3 separate regions of the Mus musculus genome follow, and regions 1 and 2 are each linked to region 3. Evidence: chromatin contacts called from public HiChIP or PLAC-seq data. All regions are on one chromosome and are shown on one strand. Each heading gives the region's core, a stretch centred on a gene start, on an enhancer-like site or on the middle of the called end of the contact. The rest is flanking DNA. Distances are from core to core; before and after follow the strand shown.

Evidence for each region. HiChIP or PLAC-seq counts read pairs in DNA pulled down with a chosen protein or histone mark.
Region 1: a contact with region 3 is called in an H3K4me3 HiChIP or PLAC-seq map of the 230-238 cell line, with 14 read pairs. The contact joins the enhancer-like site here to the promoter of B3galt1 in region 3. A contact is called at or near these places in 8 of 115 datasets of contacts at active chromatin or transcription factors (the 230-238 cell line, SST interneurons, acute myeloid leukemia and 4 more).
Region 2: an H3K4me3 HiChIP or PLAC-seq map of neural tube shows a contact between it and region 3, with 4 times the contacts expected there. The contact joins the enhancer-like site here to the promoter of B3galt1 in region 3. A contact is called at or near these places in 8 of 115 datasets of contacts at active chromatin or transcription factors (the 230-238 cell line, embryonic basal ganglia, embryonic forebrain and 4 more).

Annotation. Positions count from the first base shown.
Region 1 is chr2:68,078,318-68,082,608 of GRCm38.p6, reverse strand. All of the region lies in intron 5 of B3galt1 (UDP-Gal:betaGlcNAc beta 1,3-galactosyltransferase, polypeptide 1), which reads right to left. It also overlaps the pseudogene Gm13607. Among named protein-coding and RNA genes, the nearest start is that of Mir6335, 300 kb to the right of the region's middle. Within about 2 kb of position 2,413, at least 13 of the 459 cell types and tissues checked have an H3K27ac peak or open chromatin away from gene starts, as enhancers often do. A contact at or near this core is called in the 230-238 cell line, where this site is marked.
Region 2 is chr2:68,149,376-68,153,450 of GRCm38.p6, reverse strand. No RefSeq gene overlaps it. Among named protein-coding and RNA genes, the nearest start is that of Stk39, 320 kb to the left of the region's middle. Within about 2 kb of position 2,505, at least 6 of the 459 cell types and tissues checked have an H3K27ac peak or open chromatin away from gene starts, as enhancers often do. A contact at or near this core is called in neural tube, where this site is marked.
Region 3 is chr2:67,563,344-67,567,436 of GRCm38.p6, reverse strand. It overlaps B3galt1 (UDP-Gal:betaGlcNAc beta 1,3-galactosyltransferase, polypeptide 1), which reads right to left and starts at 1,748. Exons shown (of 6, transcript NM_001379327.1): 1 at 1,403-1,748.

The DNA.
Region 1 (4,291 bases), core at 1,164-3,663, 510 kb before region 3:
GCATCATGTTCCCAGACAAGCCCTTTAGTTGGAAGGGTCAAATAATCCTTCAGGAATTTTCAGCCTCTTTGCACCAAAACCACAGCTGTAACCATTGGGGAATTCGTAGTGAATAGTTGGCATCTGTGAAGCCACTTGTTTGTCATAGGTGGAGTCTAATACCTGAAGGACAGAAGCTTGAAAGTCCTGAGTGACACCGTTGCACATGTAATTGTGCCAAGACTTTGTAACCTGGGGCAGGTTCTCTTTTCTTTTCCAGTTGGCTGGAGAGCCTACTCAAACAGCCTCTTTTAATGCAATCATGTAAGGAGGAATGAGTTCTATGTTCATTTCCTGGAAGAGTTCTTTGTACTGCATGGTAATGAAGACTCCAGCAAGAGGGGATTTCACAATGCCTTTTTGAAGGACATAGCCATCGTGGACTGGAATCGAAGTGGTGTGGGTAGCTCCACTGTCCAAAATCAGCCCAGTAGAATGACCATTAGCAAACGCCATCAAAACTGTAGTTTTGCAAAGGAAGAATTCAGGGATGCTGTAGTGCTGAAACATCAACTCTGTCAGTTTCTCTCTCTTTGCCCTGGTGTTCCATGGTGCTTCCGACATGAGAACAAGATGCAGGCTGGCTTCAGATTTGACATGCATCTTGTATGTATGATCCAAAATTGTCTGGAAACTATCCCAGTCTTCAACCATGTTGTTCTTGAATGGTGAGATGGCCTCCATGTTCTCCCTGGGCACTTGGAGGGCTCTGGTGTCTATGTAGTAGGTGGGCCCACCCTGCTTGCCTTTCTCACCATCAGTCTCCATCGTTGTGCTTCAGTCATCTCTTTCCAGCACCACACTGATAGCCGTGGGGAAATCAACCTTAGGGCAGTCCTCGCCAGCATAGCCAGGCCTCACTATATACGATTCAGTGTTAAAAACAAGAGCACCAACTTCATTTCCGCCATACACGCCGCCGTTCATGGCTACTGTCTGGTGGGGACTGGCCAAAGATAGCAGCATGACTCCTCTCCCGAGAACGCCAACCCCGCAAGCCTGCAACTTCCAACGCCCCCTTTATCTTTCAAGATCATAATTTTTATCTAAATTAATGTGAACAGTAACAGAGACAATTTATTGGGTGTTAAAGCTCAAGCATCAATCACAGTACAAATGTGTTTACCATCATGATATTTAAATCTTAGCTAACTAAAATTATAGCAAAATCTGAGAGACAAGCAATGTTATCCTTACTATCTTGCAGGACAAACCCAATAGCCCAAATCACAAGCTGAATGCATTTTCAGTTGTGCGATCATCTAATTCAGAATACTTGGATCTCCCTTAGGACTTTGAACTTGGAGAGAGCTAAAGCCAGGTCTGTTACTGATCAGTCCTTTTAGAAGCCAGCTTGGCATGTACAATGTGCCCACTATGTATTTACTGATTGGGATAATGAGTATTTGAATGCATAATGAAGTAGGACACATTTTCATATGGAAAGTAACTGGGAATTCCTTTTGTTCTGCAATCCAAGTCAGTCACCTATGAGATTGTTTACAAAATTCTAGACAGATGCTTGCAAATGAGAAAAATGGCATTCACAGTCCTGGAGATGGTGTGGAACATCCTCCACTCTTCATTTTGATGACCATCTGCTCCACTTCCAAATGAGGTACCAATTCAGTTTAATTTAGCTCACAGTTAAAGATGAAAGGGCTTCCCCCTCCCTTCTAGTCCTCTGGGGCTCCTGAAATAGAGGAACTCACACTCACAATTACACACAAAGGCACTTGCATCTTGTATTAGGTAGATCCAAACCTGTAGCTGTACTAGAAGCTGAAACTTTCTGAATCTGAACATGAGAGGACTCTATACTTGTGTAGCCACCCAACATGGTTTTAATGCTTGCATAGAGAGACTTTTCCCTGGTGGTTTGTGGCCAGCTACTTCCTGCTGGGGATCCCCAGAACTGCTGCCCTTGTTTTCCCATCAGATACTACAAGAGGTCCTGGGAAGGGCATGTTTGAGTCCTCAAAACTCTGGTTCCAAATGAAGTGCATCATTCCCACTTGCTCCTCTTTGCTAGAAAGTCTAACTCTGGGGACTTCTAAGGGACACAGGAAAATGCCATTTGTCAGCACAGAAGAAAAAAAAAGAGAGAGAGAGAAACTAGTTGGGTGAATTCCTGGGTGTCTTCCTTCCACTCCTCTCAATCAAGCAAGGCAAAGGAATGTTTGAGGTCAGTACACAAGGCCCTGGAAGGTCAAAGAGGAAGCTTTGCCTGTGGGCCAGGCAGAAACAGTGATATTCTTAATACGAAAGGGCAACAGTCATAACTGAAGTTGATGCCAAGAGAGATGAGGACAGGAAGGAGAGAGGGCAGGAAGGGGTGGGTACAGAGAGGATCAAGGGCAGGAAGGGTTAGGGACAGGGAGGAGTGAGGGCACAAAGGGGTGGGGACAGAGCAGGAAGGGGTAGGGACAGGAGGGAATAAGGATAGGAGGAGGTGGGGCTGGAAGAATTGAGGACAGAATGGAGTGAGGGCAGGAAGGGTTAGGGACAGGAAGGGGTGGTAACAGGAAGGGAGGAAGAGAGGGAGGGAATAAGGCAGGGAAAGAGAAGTGAGCCTTTGTATGTGTGAGAGTCAGGCAGAAAAATTTTTAATAATCTTTTTGTCTTGCTTTTTTTGTCTTCCTTCTATAAGTAATTAAATAACAAACAGATTCAACCCTTCACCACAAATATCTTAGTCCCTAATGTGAAAATATGAAATAATTAGGGGATTTGCTGTGTAAGGATTTTAATGGCATAGACAACTTCTGTTTTCAAGACTGCACTAATTATAGAGGATGAGACCGAACAAAGGGAAGAGCAGCAATTAGCGGAGCAGCACTTCCTACAAAGCAGTTTCCTTCAGGAGCTTTGCTGAATTCATGTCTGTATTAGAACAATAGTCTTCTAGGACATCACTTTTGGAAGAAGACTTCAGTGACTTTAGAAACTCCAGACTTGGCCACCTTTTACTTGATGATGGTGACAGAATAGAGGGTGTTTACAATCTAGTCTAAATGGTGATGGGTAAATAGCAGGCCCATGTAAAGAGAAGAGGCCTGCTGTGTCTGCGGTCTCCCACGCCTTGGCTTGGTGAGCATATTCAGTGAGCTCTTTCTCACACTCCTTAGAGATAATAGTGTATATGAAAGCACGGGGCCCAGAGCTGAGGCTGTATTAAAAAACTAACTTTTAATCTCAGATCAATTCCCTTCTCTTCTCCCACTTTCGTTTCTTTTATCAAGATTTCATTCACCTCAAATAAAAATCCTTAAGCTACAAGAATGGCTGAGATATCAGATGAATGGACTTCTTCTAAACCCTCGGAAGTCCAATAAAGGCCCTCTCCACATTAGAGGCTCTATCTGAGCAGTGTCAAGGATAAGGAAGGACCTGGGCTGTTTAATCTCAGGGGAGGGCTGACTCAGCCCCTCCTTCCAAAGAGGATGGACTGCAGGTCACAATACGAAGTGCTTTTTCTCTTCTCTTCTCTTCTCTTCTCTTCTCCCTCTCCCTCTCTCTCTCTCTCTCTCTCTATCTCTGTAGAGGGCCATATTCTGCTTGCAAACAAAACCTTAGGTGCAAAAGACAATACCCACGCCATGCAAACCCTAGAGGTTCTGTAAAGGGTCCTTTGAACATTTGTGCTTTTTTCCGGGGTTTTGTTGGTAGAAAATTCAAAATTGATATGAAGAAATGAAAGGGTTCCAAAATTCCCCAATATTACACATTATGTAGTGGAAACTATTGAGGGCTGCCTATCCTAGTCTTCAGGGCAGCTTAGTGTGAATTGAAAAGATAATGGCGTTCCTCTTTCTCCACATCCTTGCCAGCATCCTGCTGTCACCTGAAGTTTTGATCTTAGCCATTCTGACTGGTGTGAGGTGGAATCTCAAGGTTGCTTTGATTTGCATTTCCCTCATGATTAAGGATGTTGAACATTTTTTTCAGGTGCTTCTCAGCCATTCGGTATTTCTCAGTTGAGAATTCTTTGTTTGGCTCTGAACCCCATTTTTAATAGGTTATTTGAATTTCTGAGGTCCTGCTTCTTGAGCTCTTTGTATATATTGGATATTAGTCCCCTATCAGATTTAGGATTGGTAAAAATTCTTTCCCAATCTGTTGGTGGCCTTTTTGTCTTATTGACAGTGTATTTTGCCTTATAGAAGCTTTGCAATTTTATGAGGTCCCTTTTGTCAATCCTCGATCTTACAGCACAAGCCATTGCTGTTCTGTTTAGGAATTTTTCTAAATT
Region 2 (4,075 bases), core at 1,256-3,755, 590 kb before region 3:
GAGTACTACTCAGCTATTAAAAAGAATGAATTTATGAAATTCCTAGCCAAATGGATGGACCTGGAGGGCATCATCCTGAGTGAGGTAACACATTCACAAAGGAACTCACACAATATGTACTCACTGATAAGTGGATATTAGCCCAAAACCTAGGATATCCAAGATATAAGATACAATTTCCTAAACACATGAAACTCAAGAAAAATGAAGACTGAAGTGTGGACACTATGCCCCTCCTTAGAATTGGGAACAAAACACCCTTGGAAGGAGGTACAGAGACAAAGTTTGGAGCTGAGATAAAAAGATGGACCATGTAGAGACTGCCATATCCGGGGATCCATCCCATAATCAGCTTCCAAATGCTGACACCATTGCATACACTAGCAAGATTATGCTGAAAGGACCCTGATATAGCTGTCTCTTGTCAGAGTATGCCTGGGCGTAGCAAACATAGAAGTGGATGCTCACTGTCGACTATTGGATGGATCACATGGCCCCCAATGAAGGAGCTAGAGAAAGTACCCAAGAAGCTAAAGGGATCTGCAACCCTATAGGTGGAACAACATTATGAACTAACCAGTACCCCGGAGCTCTTGACTCTAGCTGCATATGTATCAAAAGATGGCCTAGGCGGCCATCACTGGAAAGAGAGGCCCATTGGACACACAAACTTTATATGCCCCAGTACAGGGGAACGCCAGGGCCAAAAAAGGGGAGTGGGTGGGTAGGGGAGTGGGGTGGGTGGCTATGGGGGACTTTTGGTATAGCATTGGAAATGTAAATGAGCTAAATACCTAATAAAAAATGGAAAAAAAAAAGAATTCAGATCCACAAGATACAAGATACACAATTCAGAGAGAACCATTATCCAAACGCCAGAAATTTTTAACTCTCTGAAAAAAAATGAAACAAACAACAAAACAAATAAACAAAAACCTAACCAAACAAGAGTAAAGAAATAAACCAGAGATATAAAAAGATACCTGAAAAAGAAGGTCTACACGTGGCAAATAGTAGCAGAGAAGATGCCTGTGCCATCAGAGAAATTCGAAGTAAAACAGTAATTAGGTACCAGTACCCACAAGCAAGGTTCAAACCCAGAGCATCAGTGCTATTTACCCCAAGGAATCAAAATCTTCTGTCTATACAAAAACTTGCTTGCTGATGTTTTCAGTGGTTTTATTAACTTGGAATCAGCCTAGATAGATGATAAGATTAACTATAAACTGGGGTGTATGCAAGAATACACTAGTGTTTAAGTAACAAACAAAATTACCTTTCAGGCCATGGAGAAAAATGTACAAAAACATAAATGCTCACAACAAAGAAAAAAAAAAAAAAAGACAGTGTCATGTGATCCCAGCTCGATTGCTCTGAAGAAGGCAAAATATGGAGGTCAGTGGTTGTCAGCGGGTTGTAGGGGATGAAAGATAATTAAGGCAGACAACAGGGTTGTGGAGCCCTGGAAACACTTTCCCATTTAGTGCTGGAGACATGAACATATACGTCTGTTTAGAGCCACAGAATGTATAGCACAAAGAGGAGAACCTAATGTAAACCACAGACAAACTCCGGATGATTGTCAGTGTAGGTATTTGTTTATTGTAACAAGCGTAACCACTCTGATGGTAGACTCTGATAAGCAGGTTGGCTGGTTATTAGTGAGACATTTGTGGTCCTCTAGTTCAATTTTTCTGTGAAAGTAAAACTGTTCTCAAGCATAAAAGGCTAACAAATGTACAAATATTTTAATTCCTTGAATATGCATAGACACTATAGGATGCCCGAGAATATATTAATATTTTTCTATTTTTCCCGCCATGATAATGTTTTGGTAATTTACTGAAAACAAATAAAAACAGTGACTAGATCATGCCAAAGTTAATAATTAATCATGTGTTTGTAGGCTGTGTACCTGGTAGGGACCATGTGGAGAGACAGTCTGTGGAAGTTTCATATCTGCATTCAAAAGTGTTTCTTTTTACTAATAATCCCGATTTCATGGCAGTGTTGTGCCTAATAATGCCCCTTCCCAAGGATGTTTGCATTCTAATATCTGAAATTTGCAAACATGTTCTTCCAGGCAGTAAAGGAGAATGAAGGCAGCAGATAGAATTATGATTGCTAGCCAGTTGACTCTAATGTCAGTAGACCTTTCTGGATTAGCTATTGGGTGGAAAGAAAGCACAGAGGCTGTTTGAGTATGTGAGGAAGGACGAAAGAGGGAGGAGAGGGGGGAGAGAGAGAAGAGAGGGGAGCGAGGGGAGAGAGAGGAGAAAGGGGGGAAGGAGAGAGGGAAGAGAGGGGAAAGAGAAGAGAGGGGAAAGAGGGGAGAGAGAGGAGAGGGGAGTGAGGAGAGAGGAGAGAGAGGGGAGAGAGAGGAGAGAGGAGAGAGAGGGGAGAGAGGGGAGAGAGGAGAGAGAGGGGAGAGAGGGGAGAGAGAGGAGAGAGGGGAGAGAGGGGAGAGAGGGGAGAGAGGAGAGATTGGCTGCTTCTGTTGACTGTGAAGACAGAGGGAAGGCGCCTTGTGCTAAGACTGCATATGGAAAGGTACAGTGGTCTCTTATACTCTGGAATGCATTGAATGCAGAGCCATCAGCATCTTCATTTTAACCCACAAGATCCCAGTAAGATTTGAGATCTGCAGAACCATAAAGTTACAGACCTGTACCCTGGTCTGCTAAATGTTTGGTAATTTGTTACAGCAGGGATCGGTTCTAGGGATGTTTAGTAAATGTGACTTGGGGTGCTGTCAATCTAAAGTCAGTAGATGTGACCGAGAAGAAAATGAACTCCAATGGTCCTTTAGAAACCTGTGCTTACTCAGCTTATGAATTAAATTTGGATAGAGAGGAGGCAGACCCCTCTAGGCCCCATCCCTCCTTCCTTCCTCCTCCCTCCCTCTTTCCCCTTTTCTTTCTGAATGGATCCATTGTCCACCTCTCATGCTGAAACATTTGCTTTCTGCTGTTATTTTCCCTATTGGGATTTGTCAGTAGAAATTTCTTCCAGACTGTCAACTTGCTGATAAATATCTCCAATTTCCAGCACTGCCCCACCTCTGTGACTCACCTCGGTCTCTTACCGATATCGCAGTCAGAATGCTAAGAAGGGTGAGTGGGCTCCATTGCCTCCACCTGGAAGCCAGGCCTGCAAAGTGTACTGTGGCTGTGAGGCCTGGTTGTGTCCTCAGCGGGAACCACACTCTGTACACTACCCCTCACCCGTGGCACTTGCTTTGTTTTGCTATCGGAAGCCCATCTCTTCTCTGAACTCTTACTGCACCAAAGCCTGTCTGGGTTCAGTTGGACAGGTACTTACGTTGTCATTTGTCATCTATAATCGTCGACCTTTGAAACTGGCTTTAGTTGCTTGCCTCCAATTCACAACCTTGAGCACTCTGTGAAAACATGGTCTGCTTTCATCCTAAAGGCTAGACACAATGTGTTTTCTCCTCCAGAGACCCAGCTGTGCCCTTTTCTCCAAACCTAACGTGGCTTTCCTGACTGTAGGCTAGACACAGGTGATTTATTGAACCACATCTGTAATATGTCTTTGATTCTTTTATGCTCTCTGAGAACCTTCTGTATCCTTAAATGAAAAGCACTTGGCAGGTAGTTAACCTTATCTCCCTCTGCCACAGTTCTATTTCATGCTAGTATCAATGAATCCAACTCCTAAGCTGTCTGCTGCTTGTACTGAAACAATCCATATGTGACAATCTAGCCTAAACAAATCATAGAGTCATTGATCTTTAGTGTCGAAAAGGGCCTTAAAGTAACTTAATGATACATATTGACTTGAGAATTGCATGCTACAGCATTATATCATTCATGATGTAAAACTATATGCACATGTATGTGTGGGTGTATATATACTCATATATAAGTATATATTATATATATGAAGGCATTTAAATATTAAATATTTAAAATATGTCTATGTATGTTTGCCATCAAAGGGCACACATGGAAACATTAATAGGATTGTTTCTGAGTGGGAATAATTTGCTGTTCTTGGTCTTCCTTCTTACATAAAAATAAAAACCCTCTACTAATTCTAAAATTAACTTATA
Region 3 (4,093 bases), core at 499-2,998:
TAGGCAGTTCAAGATCCCAGATCCCTGTGTTGAGCCAGTTTTTGGTTTTCCCAACCCTGCCAGGCAGGGGAGCTGCCCTCCCCACCTCTACAGCTTCCTGCAATCCCATCTCTGGTCACAGTCTTTCCCGGGCTGAGCCAGAGAGGGGAAAGTGCCTTGGTGCTGAAATATCTCATGAAGTTTCGAAAGGAGAGATCCTTACGGAGACAATAGATCCCAGAGAAAAGTCTCTAACGTTAAGTTTGTGCGTCCTATACAGGGATGGGGGAATCACTGTCCTGAGCAGCGAGCTCTAGACTCAGCCTGAGAGCACTACTCAGAAATAGCAGAGCATAATTGGTCTTCTGCGGAAAGGTTGCAGTGTAAGTGGAACTTGAAATGGCTTTACAAAACGGAACATGTAAGAAAAACAAAAAGAACAAAAACAAAAATCAGCATATGTCCTGGAAGAAGCTGGATATAAAAACCTGGTTCCCTTTGAATTAACGTGTTCCAAGTCTGGTAGCCCAGACCCCAGCAGGCTTGAAGTTTCTGACTGCGCAGCCGCTCTCCCAGTATCTGTCCCAGGACACACCAGTCCCAAACACGATGACACACCTGTCAGGGCTGCGAGGGAGGAAGTGCCTGCTCCAGGACATTCCTCCAATGTCCGCACTAGCACCACTCCACCTCTGCCCATTTGTCCAGTTGCGACCACCTTAGCTCAAAGGCGTAGTCCTCTGGAGTGGAATTCATTTCACCCCAAATCTGCGCTCCTGAAAAGTGAACTGAGCCTCCCACGCGGGGTTTCTGCCACCTATAAGTGGCCAGTCCCCAAGCCTAGCCTCTGGCCCTCGCCCCTTATCAACTTCTCTTTGCTTCAGCAAGGCTGATCAACCATTACTTTCTGCTCCAAAGTCCCTGGCGTAAAGTGAGACTTTGGGGAGCCTCGGTGAATGCGCTTCTCCCCCAGCGCGCTAGACCCAAGGGCTCCTTTTCATTAAGGCAATAAAGTTCAATTTGCCCGGCTCCTTCTATGCCAGAGGAGACTTTTCAATGCACCGAGTTCTCCGTCCCAGCGCGCTCAAAACATCCTGTTCATTCCAGCCCGGATCCTTGAAGGACATCAGTCTACATAAAGGGGACCTACTCCTCTCCTTTCAAAGTGCCCCAAACCTCGTGCGTGTGCGCGCGCACACTCATACCCACACTCTCTCACACACAATGCCATCCACGCGCTGTCAAAGTCTGTCACTGCCTAAGCCAGAAGGCAGGAGCTGAAGCCGCACCGGCGCGAGCATCAGCCTGGCCAGGCAGCAGAACTCGCTGTCTAGGTCCCAAACATCCTTGTCCGGATGCTCCGGCCACTAGGAGCTTGTAAGCACCCCAAGATTACAAGGCGGTCTGGAGAGCCGCACCTTACCCGCGGGACGCGCCGTCTCTGGCCGTTCTGCTGGCCCGCGGGCCACAGGGACGCTGCAGCCGGGGTCCCGAAGATGCTTATTCTCCGCTGCCGCTGCCCGGATCCCTGGCGCCAGCATCACTTCTCCCCCGCCTCCGCCTCCTCGTGCTCAGCTCGCGCGCCCGCCCCTCCCGGCGGCCTCCTGCAAGCCCCGCGGTGCTGGCAGCGCGCGGTGGACGGCGGCGGAGGCGGCAGCGGCGCCCGCGCGGGCTCGCTCAGCTGCACCAGCCGAGCAGCCGCGGCGGCAGCCGGAGCACCGGAGCCGGGTTGCGCTTCCCCGGCGACGGTTCTGGCCTCGGCGACTGACAACGCCCGGCAGCCAATCGCCGCCTCGCCCCGCGCGGCGGGGGGAGACCAATCAGAGCGGAAGGCCCAAGGTTTGCCTCCGCCTTTGCTCAGCAGGCTTGTTTCCGGGAGAGGATGCTGCTGGGGTGTGGGATGGAGGGGGAGGCAGGGCTGGGGCGACGGGTGGGGGACTTGGGCCCCGAAGCCCAAGCCCAAGACACAGGGAAGAAGCCCGGCCCACAAATGTGGACCCCGGGCGCTTTTTGTCTACCCTCGAAGAGCATCTTGGCATGACCCGACACTCCCGGGTAACTGTCCCCAGAGCCTTGGCACGGAGGTTCAGTGTCCTGGCATCACTATGCAGAGGTCTTGGGACCCGAGTAGAAGCGGCGCTACTGGAGAGCGAATCCCTGGAGGTGGTCGCCGCCTTGAAGGAAGCAAGCAAAGTCACCAGACAGCGCCCCCGTCCTTCTAGGTTTGGCAGCTGAAAAGTGGTACCTCCACTAGTGATCAGCCTGGAGATGTCCAAGGAAGGAGATACATTGAGGAACGTTTTTCAAAGTTCCTTGCAGAGTGGACCTTTCATGTTTGCTCTCCATAGAAACGTCAACCCCGCAGAACAACCACTACGGGAAAATAACCAAACAAAACCAAAGGAAACCAAACAGTGACTGTGTGAGCAGGCTAGTTAATTACCTAGCCCTTGCACGTTGGTTTTATTTACTCATATGGAGAGCATCAAGCCTAACTGATCCAAGAGGTTTTGCTTTAAGAGTTCGTGTGCGAATGTGACTGAACATTAAGTGACAATGTTTGATAGGAAACGGAAACAGAAACCTTTCTTGCCTGTCCTAATCTTTCCCTCAAACACTAATAATCTTTCCTTGTAGAGTATTTTAATTTTCCAGTGCAGTTATGCCAAAATCGCCATCAAAACAGCCCAGAGGACTACTTAAAAGCTTCCGCACTTAATTTCTAGAAACAAGGAAAACAAAATTAAAACTGTTTACACAAAGGCTTGTAGAAGAAAGGGACAGTCTCCAAATGACCCTTGTTCTCCAATGGAGACAGTAAAAGTCACCTCACAATGCTTTTTGTGAGTGTTTTTAAAAGAAAAAAATCATAGCTACATCATTTTCTGATAAAAATGACTTTGTTACTCGGTATGATCCTTTCTTTTTATTTCTATGCTGTTATTCATGTTGCTAGTTATTAAGGGGCTCGATTGTTTTTGCAATCAACACCACTCTTTTCTTCATTTACCTTTTTAGAAAGGAAGAGAGGGAGGGAGAGAGGGAGGGAAGGGAGAAAAATAAGAGAGAAGAAAGAGGGAGAGAGAGAGAGAGAGAGAGAGAGAGAGAGACAGACAGACAGACAGACAGACAGACAGACAGAGTGAGAATTATTATTTGATTTCCAGAACAAGCCATGCACAAACTTCTTGGACTTGTTACCATTTAGAAAAAGAAGATGCTCACTACGCAACAGACTTGCCTACTATTACCACGTTTTCAGTATAGAGAATATTCAGACCTTTGCTGTTTTCTGTGCCTTCCTCCTCTTCAGCCAGTTGACCCATCTTGCTAGGCCATCCCTTTCCAAACTGGCTGTGCTGACAGTAATCCCATTTCTTTACAGTTAAAAGCTGACATGTAGACCCTATTCCTTTGGTTTCTTTTTAATATGACGGTCTTGACATGGCTTCTCGTTTAAAATATATATATATATATATATATATATATATATATATATATATATATATATGTGTGTGTGTGTGTGTGTGTGTGTGTGTGTGTATAAACACATACATATATATACATGTATACACACATACACACATATATATATATATAGAGAGAGAGAGAGAGAGAGAGAAGTACATATATGTGTTCCTATTGCATAAAAAAAAAAAAACAGTATCTTCACAGACTATCCAAGGAACAAACCATGTAAGAAGGAAGCTCAGGAAAGAAAAGTAAACGTGTAATATATTCAAAAATGTGGAGGGAAGAGTTAATCTCTGAAAAAATAAACAGATCTTAAAGTTAGAAAGTCCAAAAGCAATAAGAAGCTGGTGAGAAAGCGCAGAAGGAAAATCGCATACCTCTAAGCCTGACCATCCCATCTCAACCCAGAGACCCACGTGTTAGGAGAGAACTCATCCTCTCTAGGGTACACTTCCACACCCACAACCCCACACATGAACACAGAAAATTAAAAGTACAAAAGTGCATTTGTTACAAAAGCAGTTACCATTTAGAAAAATCTCTAACAAAAAGGTAAGATTGAAGAGAACCTCAATTTTTTTAAAGGGATTTTTGGTGATAGAAAGAGGTAGGTGATTTAGGACCTTGCAAGCAGAAATGT